Linked DNA regions of Anser cygnoides: region 1 is linked to region 2. Evidence: chromatin contacts called from public Hi-C data. All regions are on one chromosome and are shown on one strand. Each heading gives the region's core, a stretch centred on a gene start, on an enhancer-like site or on the middle of the called end of the contact. The rest is flanking DNA. Distances are from core to core; before and after follow the strand shown. Region 1 overlaps MEP1B (meprin A subunit beta). Region 2 has its middle 61 kb from the start of B4GALT6.

Evidence for each region. A called contact is a pair of places that touch in the nucleus more often than the background predicts.
Region 1: a Hi-C map of liver shows a contact between it and region 2, with 2.6 times the contacts expected there. The contact joins two enhancer-like sites. A contact is called at or near these places in 2 of 7 Hi-C or Micro-C datasets (both in liver).

Annotation. Positions count from the first base shown.
Region 1 is chr2:117,689,646-117,693,735 of Taihu_goose_T2T_genome, reverse strand. MEP1B (meprin A subunit beta) reads right to left here. Exons shown (of 15, transcript XM_048049370.2): 9 at 2,016-2,168; 10 at 619-834. Among named protein-coding and RNA genes, the nearest start is that of MEP1B, 15 kb to the right of the region's middle. Within about 2 kb of position 2,480, at least 1 of the 3 cell types and tissues checked has open chromatin away from gene starts, as enhancers often do. A contact at or near this core is called in liver, where this site is marked.
Region 2 is chr2:117,371,160-117,375,364 of Taihu_goose_T2T_genome, reverse strand. No RefSeq gene overlaps it. Among named protein-coding and RNA genes, the nearest start is that of B4GALT6, 61 kb to the left of the region's middle. Within about 2 kb of position 2,499, at least 3 of the 3 cell types and tissues checked have open chromatin away from gene starts, as enhancers often do. A contact at or near this core is called in liver, where this site is marked.

The DNA of each region.
Region 1 (4,090 bases), core at 1,231-3,730, 320 kb before region 2:
TGCCATCCCTGGAAGTACTTAAGAGACTGGTGGACATGGTGCTTAAGGACATGTTTTAGTGGTGGGCTTGGTAGTGTTAGGTGATGGTTGGACTTGATGATCTTATGGGTCTTTTCCAAATTAAATGATTCTATTATTCTGTATTTTGGATAAGTCACTCCAAACCTTGTTGACAAAGTAAGCTGAATTCTATTTATCTTTTTTTTTTTTTTTGTCTTCGTATGTTAGGTATTCCAGGGCACTTATACTTTCTATTTCTTTATTACTTCTTTCTTATTCATTGTAATTTAGTCTAATGACCAACTTCATCTGTTGCTATTGATACCAGCAATTCTATAACAGTCAAAATGACTGCTCATGGAATTTTAGCTATTTTGGTGAGAAAACTATCTTGATAATGCAAGAGTTTGTAATTTGTTGTAATTGATTATATTATAGGAAAACGGTTGACTGAGGATCCATCAAGTATAATTTCACCAGCAGAGATTCAATTACATAGTTAGAGAAGAAGCAAAAGAATAAAACTAGGAGATGAGTCACTTTCATACAATATTTCCCCCCAAACTTTGAAAAGGATACCAAGTATAGATTAAACCAAAATGAAATTTTATTCCATACCTTTTATCTGTTCAATGAATCTCAAAGTACCATTTGGATGGGCTGAAGAATACTCCCTGACCCAGACATGGAGCAGATCGCTTTCATTTCCACTGTGATAGAAATAGAATTGCAAACACTGAAAGTCTCTTTTGGGATACAGAATTCGGCTCTCCAGGAGTGCTGCGCTTCCCTGTGTGACAGCACTGGTATTGAAATGCATGAAGTAGCCAGAACCTGTCAAAATTAAAAAAGAATGGTAGAGGAGAGTGAAAACGAATTTGTCCTGGTGCACATGTATTCTTAACATCATATCGTGATAATGCTACAAGACAGTAAATTTAGGGTTACAGTAAGCTAGATCCTGTCTAAATCTTCAGACTGAGGGCTGTTACTTGTTCATGTTCTTCAGGGGCAGAACTGTTCTCCTTGGAACTCTATTTTTCTCTTTTTTTTTTCTTTTTTTTTTGGCTGTCTCTAGAAATTTGTACTCAAAAGCATGGGTGCTCTCGTTTAACTGTTCACCCAGAGCCAGTAATTCACAGTTGATATTCTCTCTGGAGGACTGGTTTAAGCTCCTGAACTCACAGTTTTCTTTGACAAGTTAGGAAACAGCTGGCTACATTCTTTCATTCTTTTCATCCCAGAGCAGAGCAGGCTGAGGGGAGGCCTCATGGCGGCCTGCAGCTCCCTCACGAGGGGAGCGGAGGGGCAGGCGCTGAGCTCTGCTCTCTGGGGACAGCGACAGGACCCGAGGGAACGGCATGGAGCTGGGACAGGGGAGGGTCAGGCTGGGGGTTAGGGAAAGGTTCTGCACCCAGAAGGTGGTCGGGCACTGGGACAGGCTCCCTGGGGCAGTGGTCACGGCACCGAGCCTGACTGAGCTCAAGAAGCATTTGGAAAACACTCTCAGACACACGTTCTGATTTTTGGGTGGTGCTGTGTGGAGCCAGAAGTTGGACTCAATGATCTTTGTGGGTCCTTTCCACCTCAGGACATTCTGTGGTTCTACAATTCCATGATTCTCTGTGGATTGCTCACCTGAGCCCTGATAACATACGTAATTGCTAAATACCAATCCTCTCCAAAAATTTACTGAGCAGTTGTTCAGAAAAGCAGCAGTCTTTCTGATGTGCCTGTACCATAGGTTAGAACACTTTACATAATTCTCTTGTGAGGATGTGACACTGAGATTAAAGAACAGATCAAAAGAGATAAGAACATTGAATTTTCTCTAATAAGCAGAAAACAGAATGTGTCACATGGCGTCCCTAACTATACAGTTTTATATTGCTTGGTTCAAAAGTTAACCGTAGTCTGTCAACAAATAAACATAGAACAAGGCCAAGAGCAAAGTCAACTCACTTGCCGTTGCAGAAAAAATTTCCCAGAGAGATAAGAACAGTGTTTTTTCGTACCTTCGCATTCTCCCATGTTAGTATGATCAGTATGAGGCCCAGTAGGAACCTGAGACAAACGCTGCCAATCGCTGCTATCATCTGAACTTTGAATCATGCCACAAATATTTTCAAGTTCAAAACTGCATGTGTCCATGAAACTTAGGGAGGAGGCTATAATATTAAATAAATAAATAAATAAATATAATAAAAGCATGAATCTCTGTTACACGGCACACATTTAGTACAAGATATTCGAAGTCAAGAGCAGAGACAGACTAAGAAATGCAAATACAAAATAATCAGTGGCTTCAAATACCATCAGCATTCATACATATAAAGTTCAGGAACTCAAAGCATTTGGCAATTAACATTGACTTTAATAAGATGTCATCGGGACCACTCTGGGCACTTAGCAAGCACAGGAGGCTGCCAGCTAATTATCATATGATATCTTTTATTTTTAAAAGGAACACTAACACCAGCCCTGACATATCAACATTCACATAGCCAAAAGGTCTGAGGACTTCCCATTCATTCCTCTGCTTTCTTTAGGTTGTGATACATGGTCACAGCTTTTGGTAAAGTTTCACTAACTTACCTACTGGAGCACTTATTTTGAAATACAGTACAGCAACAGCATTTCACTGCAATGAGCAATTGCTCATTCTGCTTGATTTTCAAAATGCAGAATTGGAAAAACATTTGGTAAAGGTACATTTGAGAGTGGTGGATATCTCATCTCAAACAAATTTTGAAGATCTGGTTTGCATATTAACAAGTCAAAAATAAAGTGATGGAAGACTGCCGTTGACTAGGAAAGGGAAAATACTGTATGAAATGTTTTCTCTGTTTAAATCAAACTCTGGATGAGTAAAAGAAGACACAGACCCACAGTCCAGGTTTATCCCTATTCTTAGATTTCTTTCCCGTTGTACTACAACTGAGTTCTGTGTAACACCAGCTATGATTTGAAAATAACTAAGTTAATAAAATGTTTCATGATGATTGCTTTTCAACCTATGTATAAAATATTGTGTTGGGTTTAAAGGTTTCATTGCACCACAAAAAAAGGACCTTGAGTATCACAAAAATCAATCTCAATGGCATGCCAAATGTTTCACTTAGGCTGTAGCTCAGGGAAGCACTTAAATTTGAACTGCTGCCAAATTACTTGCACTGCTGAGCTATTTTGTACTGTCCTCATAGAAAGCTAACAATACTCTATAAGATAGCAATGATATCAGAAGTGTTGTATAACTGATACTTTTTAAGATACAGTATTTGTGCAATGCTGTAAAAAAATAAAAATAAAAATAAAACAAGGAAAGATTTTCATGGTAAATGTTATATTGAAGGTTGGAGAAAGAATATAAATAAAAAACAGCAAAGGTGTCAACAAGAAAGCAAAAAGAATTGTGAATTATTAAATGAAAGAACTCTTTGAAATCAAAACATGAAACAAAATATGAAACCAGTTTGCCCAAACAGGAAAGCTGTAGCCTAACTAATTAAAAAGTGCTGGCTGGCATGGCATGCTGAACTGAAGGACAAGAAGAGAGAAAAGCAAGACCCAACAGCATTCAATCCATTTCTTAGATTAATTAATGACACAGGAGAACGGCTTTTTGAACCTCATCTGCACTGAAAGACAGATACTTTCTCACTGTTTAGTGAAAGGCTGGACTGGAAGACAGTACATGGGGGGATGAGTGCTGAGTCCTAACTTCCAGTGGCTGAGGAACGTCATGATCTTTTCTGTTACATAATATGCTAGAAAGGGAAAACATTCTGAAATCTACCTTTATCATATGTCCTGAAGAAGAAATCAGAGCAGAACTAAAGTAGCAGTCAGGAATACTTATGCTGTTGGTTGTAGGTTGTTGGTTTTTGTTTGTTTGTTTCAGTTTAGGAACCAAGTTTTCAATTTTTAATGTCAATTCCTAACCTCAAAGTCCTTTAGCAGGAATTCAGCTTAAAGTTTTCCTAAAATCCTGCTCAGCAAAAAAAAAAAAGGAAATCTTTTGATTCCTCTGGGAGAACACCTGCCTGGCATTCTTGGTCTTTCCTCTAACCTGAAAGGATCAGTTTAGGAA
Region 2 (4,205 bases), core at 1,250-3,749:
GGCTTCTTGCGTTTCTATACAGAAGGAAAGATGTTAATGGTTCTGTTTCAAGAAATATATTGAACTGTTGGTGTCTCTAAGGAAGCAGCTGGTCATCCATTGGTAATAAATACAATAAAACAATTCTCTTTCCAATTACGCCAGGGAACAGGCCTGGCATTCCTTTATTACCGTGATTCAGAAGCTTATCTGTTGTGTCATCAAGCCAGCCATAAAAACTAGCAATCGCTCTGTCGCCAAGGTGAAAAAAAAAGAAAAATAAATGCTGAAGGCATTTTCCCCTTCCCTCTGAAGGCCTGGATTTCTTTCCTAACGCTCCACAAACAAGGGTAATGCACTCAGATAGGTCAGGCTGTCAAACTCCTCTAAACAAAACTGCACAGAGCCTGCTGGACAAGTGGGTGGCACAGGGGAGTATTTCAATTTCTGCTGATCCCTTAATCTGGCTGGAGCACAGCAGGAAAAGGTACATGTGAGAGAGAAACAAAGAGGCTATCTGAGCCGCGAGGCTTTCCAGAGGAGGCTCTCTCTGAAAGGAGCCCTAGTGGCACTAAGTGCTATTATTTGTGGTAGAAATTCCTCCCAGGGCAGCACACATTCCTCACAGGTTCTCTCTAACATGCAGCAGATGATAATTTCATAAACTCATATTTAGAGGTACATTGAGCACTTTCTCTTCCAGAAATGATTTTTAAAAGAACAGATTCTGTCCTTCTGTGCAATCACAAGTTATGTCATATTGTCCTTTTCCACAAATCCCAAACTTCAGCTGATACAGTAAATCAACTTTTAAGAGCATAAAATCATGTTTACAGCAGAACATCACTACTCTGGAGCTTTCTATTCCAAATTATTATCTTGGCTAAGGTTGCAATTTACTCCTAGCACCAAATTCACCTCAAGAATATTTCTATTCCAGTCACATCCTTCAAAGGTATTCTCTTTTGTCATATAGCAAAATACTCCTTCTCAGTGAAAAACTTGAACACTATACCGGGAAAATATTTAAAGACATGGCAGGACAGCACCATGTTCTGCCTTTCCTTTAGTATTTGGCACTCTGGCATCGCCAGCCTGCACTAGGAAATTTCCAGTGAGATTTGAAAGGAGGGAATCACAATAAAATGGTGAGATCTTTGGTAGGTTATACAATGAAACATCCCTTATAGGTGTGTTAGTGGGGGCATTTCATGCTTTATCTATTTAGTTGGGTTTTTATTTATTTTAGCAGAATGTTTACTTAAAAAACTCCTTTAAAAGAGTTCCTTAATCATTGGAGAACTAACTGTATTTCTCTGGTGTCCCGGAAAAAACTGAGGCCAGTATTTCTGTGGCTGCCTTCTCAACACCTAATATCATGGATTTTATGCTCAACAGGTGCAAGGTACTTGCGTCTTTTAATTTTAAACCATTTTGCAAGATTTTTATTGGATTTAAAAGGAGGAGGAGGACATAACTGGAGAGAGTGAGGATTTAAAGGCATATGAGAGGTTTTTAAAAAGATTCTGAATGTCTCACCAGTCTTACCATTAGTATTTGAACTAATTATTTTATGGAGTAACATGAACAGAGTGAGCCAGAAAATTTAGCAGCGTATATAATGCTGGTTGCTTCTATTCAAATCATAAGGGAAATTTTCATGTGAGGGAAGAACACCTGTGTTCAGTTCAACTCCATCTTCCCTTTCTTTGACAAGAACCTCCTAAGAGCTTTAAGCTTGCTGTAAGGTCACTCTGCTTGGATGCTAGTGTGTGAAACACATGTGGTTCATGTAGCATCAAATATTTAAGTGCTCATTAATTCAAAGAACAGGAGTGTGAGAACAATCCTCTGCCCCTTGGTTAGGACACGTCCTTGAGATCTGCTCCAGCTTTTCGCCTGCGTTAGTCTCTGTTTCATGTGCCCCAGCTGACAGCTGTTTGAGCACAGTGAGCTCAGTGAGAGATGCCACTAGCACTAGCTATTAGCATGGTTTCTAAGCTGGAAAGAGGTGGGTAAGGGGACAACCAGAATCCTAGCCACCTGACACAGATTAATTTGCATGTTTGCTTTAAGAGATGCCTGAAAAAGTACAAACAGAAGTCCGAACGGATATAGTTTTGTTTGTGTCAGAGAAAAGTATTTTATTCCTCCTAGACAGAATATGAGGAGGAGAAGTAGTTCCTCTCTAGTTTACCAGGAATACAGAAAATCAAATATTTGTATGGATCCTTAATTCAGCTTGCCCACATCTTGTTCACAGGAACAAGACAAAGGCAGGATGGATTACAAGAAAGCTCTTCTTTAATGGCACTATTGTTTTGGCAGTACCTGTCTGGGGCCCAGATTTGAGAGTGAAGAAGCTTTCTGTACTTCTTGTAGTTGCAAAAGTCAAGCTTGTCACCTACAGGACAAAATGTTAGGTGTATCACAGGATGACAAATGGCAAAGGGTGAGCGCCCTTGCACAGAGAGCAGATCTCCCCCTGCCAGCATGAGCTGTGCTGTTGATGTGGGTTACGTCAGGCGCAATGAATCATCTGGGAGACGCGGTCTGGCACAACCTAAAACAGAAGCCATAAGTACCATGTTCCTTCTACTTGGAAGCTCTGCCTTTAGTTTTTGTCTCGAGAAAAGAAGAAAGGAGTAGTTGGCAACGCTCGCAGTTTACAAAAAATAACCTGGCTCGTGTTAGAGAGGCAACACTTGGAGTTTTTTTCAGGGAGGGCAGAAGTCAAGGGAAGCGAGGAAGGCCCCGATCCGACCTGTGTGGGCGACAGGAGAAGGCAGTGAAGGCCGGAGGTCACCCAGGGAGGCCATCACCACCCTGCCCAGGCAGGTAGCCCCACCATGGCACGGCTCGGTGCCCAGCACCACCTCACTGGCACCCATGTTGGCCTGCAGCCCCGCTGGCCTGCCCCAGCCGCAGAAGCCAGGTGCCTGGGGAGGCCGAACTCAAGGCCTGCGGGAGACCGAAGATAATCATTAGCCAGAAAATCAGTCGAGTTCGTTGCTAAATCACCGGGAGGAGATAGCTCGTCTCTGAGTTTTATTTGCTAGAGATAACAGATCTAAGAGAAATAATCTGATGAAACATTTGAATCGTAGGTCAGGAACCAGCGTGGCGCTGAGGTAGGAGGGGTTATAAACCAGCCCCCAGCACCCTGCACAAACTGTTTGCCAGGCACTTTTTTTTTTTTTTTTCCCCCAGAGCCGTCCCAGCACCTTCTGGAGGAGACATTCCCACGGTTCAGCTGGACGCTTTCTGTTATATATTCCAAGGAAATGAATTCCAGGGGAATTTTAATACCAGTGCTATGTCTTTGTACACATAGTACAGTAACTGTAAGTTTCCTTCAGTCTGTGGCAAGTGAAAAAATTTGCTTAGTATTAAATACTAATTATACTATTAAATGCTATTAAATAAAAATACACTTTTTCTGCTTTGGCCCCTATCCTCATGACCCTTTCATTACCGCCTCAGTGACTGAGTGAATGGGGGGTTGTAAAAAGGAGGCTAACCTCCCCACAGACTACACCCATGCAATAGGTGAGCAGACACCCAGCCCTGCTCTGCTTCAAAATTACATTTGCAGCCTTGCCTACTTTGGTCTTTTTTTCAGGCTGCAGAAATAAAGACAAAGCACGGTGTGAGGGATGGCATGGGCCACTGCTACCAAACACTGGTACAATTTATTTTTGTCCAAATCCTCTTGGAGTGCAAAACCCACTGCACCATTCATAGTAGCTTTTTTAACATTGCTTGTGCTTCAGCTGAAGGTGAGGATCTCAGCAGAAGCAGTGCCATGGAGCACCCCAGGCTGGGGAAGCAGGGAATTCAAATCCCTCGAGGAAAGGCCAAAGATCCCCATTCAGCTATCACGCCACGCCATCCCAGCCCCACCACCAGGCTCCGGCTGAGGTCAGGGCAGGCAGAGCAAGGCAAGGCAGCTCGCAACCAGGCCCAGGTAAAAAGGGTTTTCACCCAACTTGGTTCAGCTGGAGGAGCAGGCACAGGACCTCTTTTATTATCCATCAGGCAGGAAGAGCAGTTTGTGAATGTGTTTTGAGCTCAGGGTGACCACAAAGGCCACCAGGAAGCCAAAGGGGCCAGAGAAGGAGATAGCCAGTATCTGTAGCTCAGCTACCAAAGCGCAAGCAGAGGGAATGACGGATTGTTGGGATTCTTCAAGGCCATAAGCACTTCCCTGCATGGCCAGCCTCCTG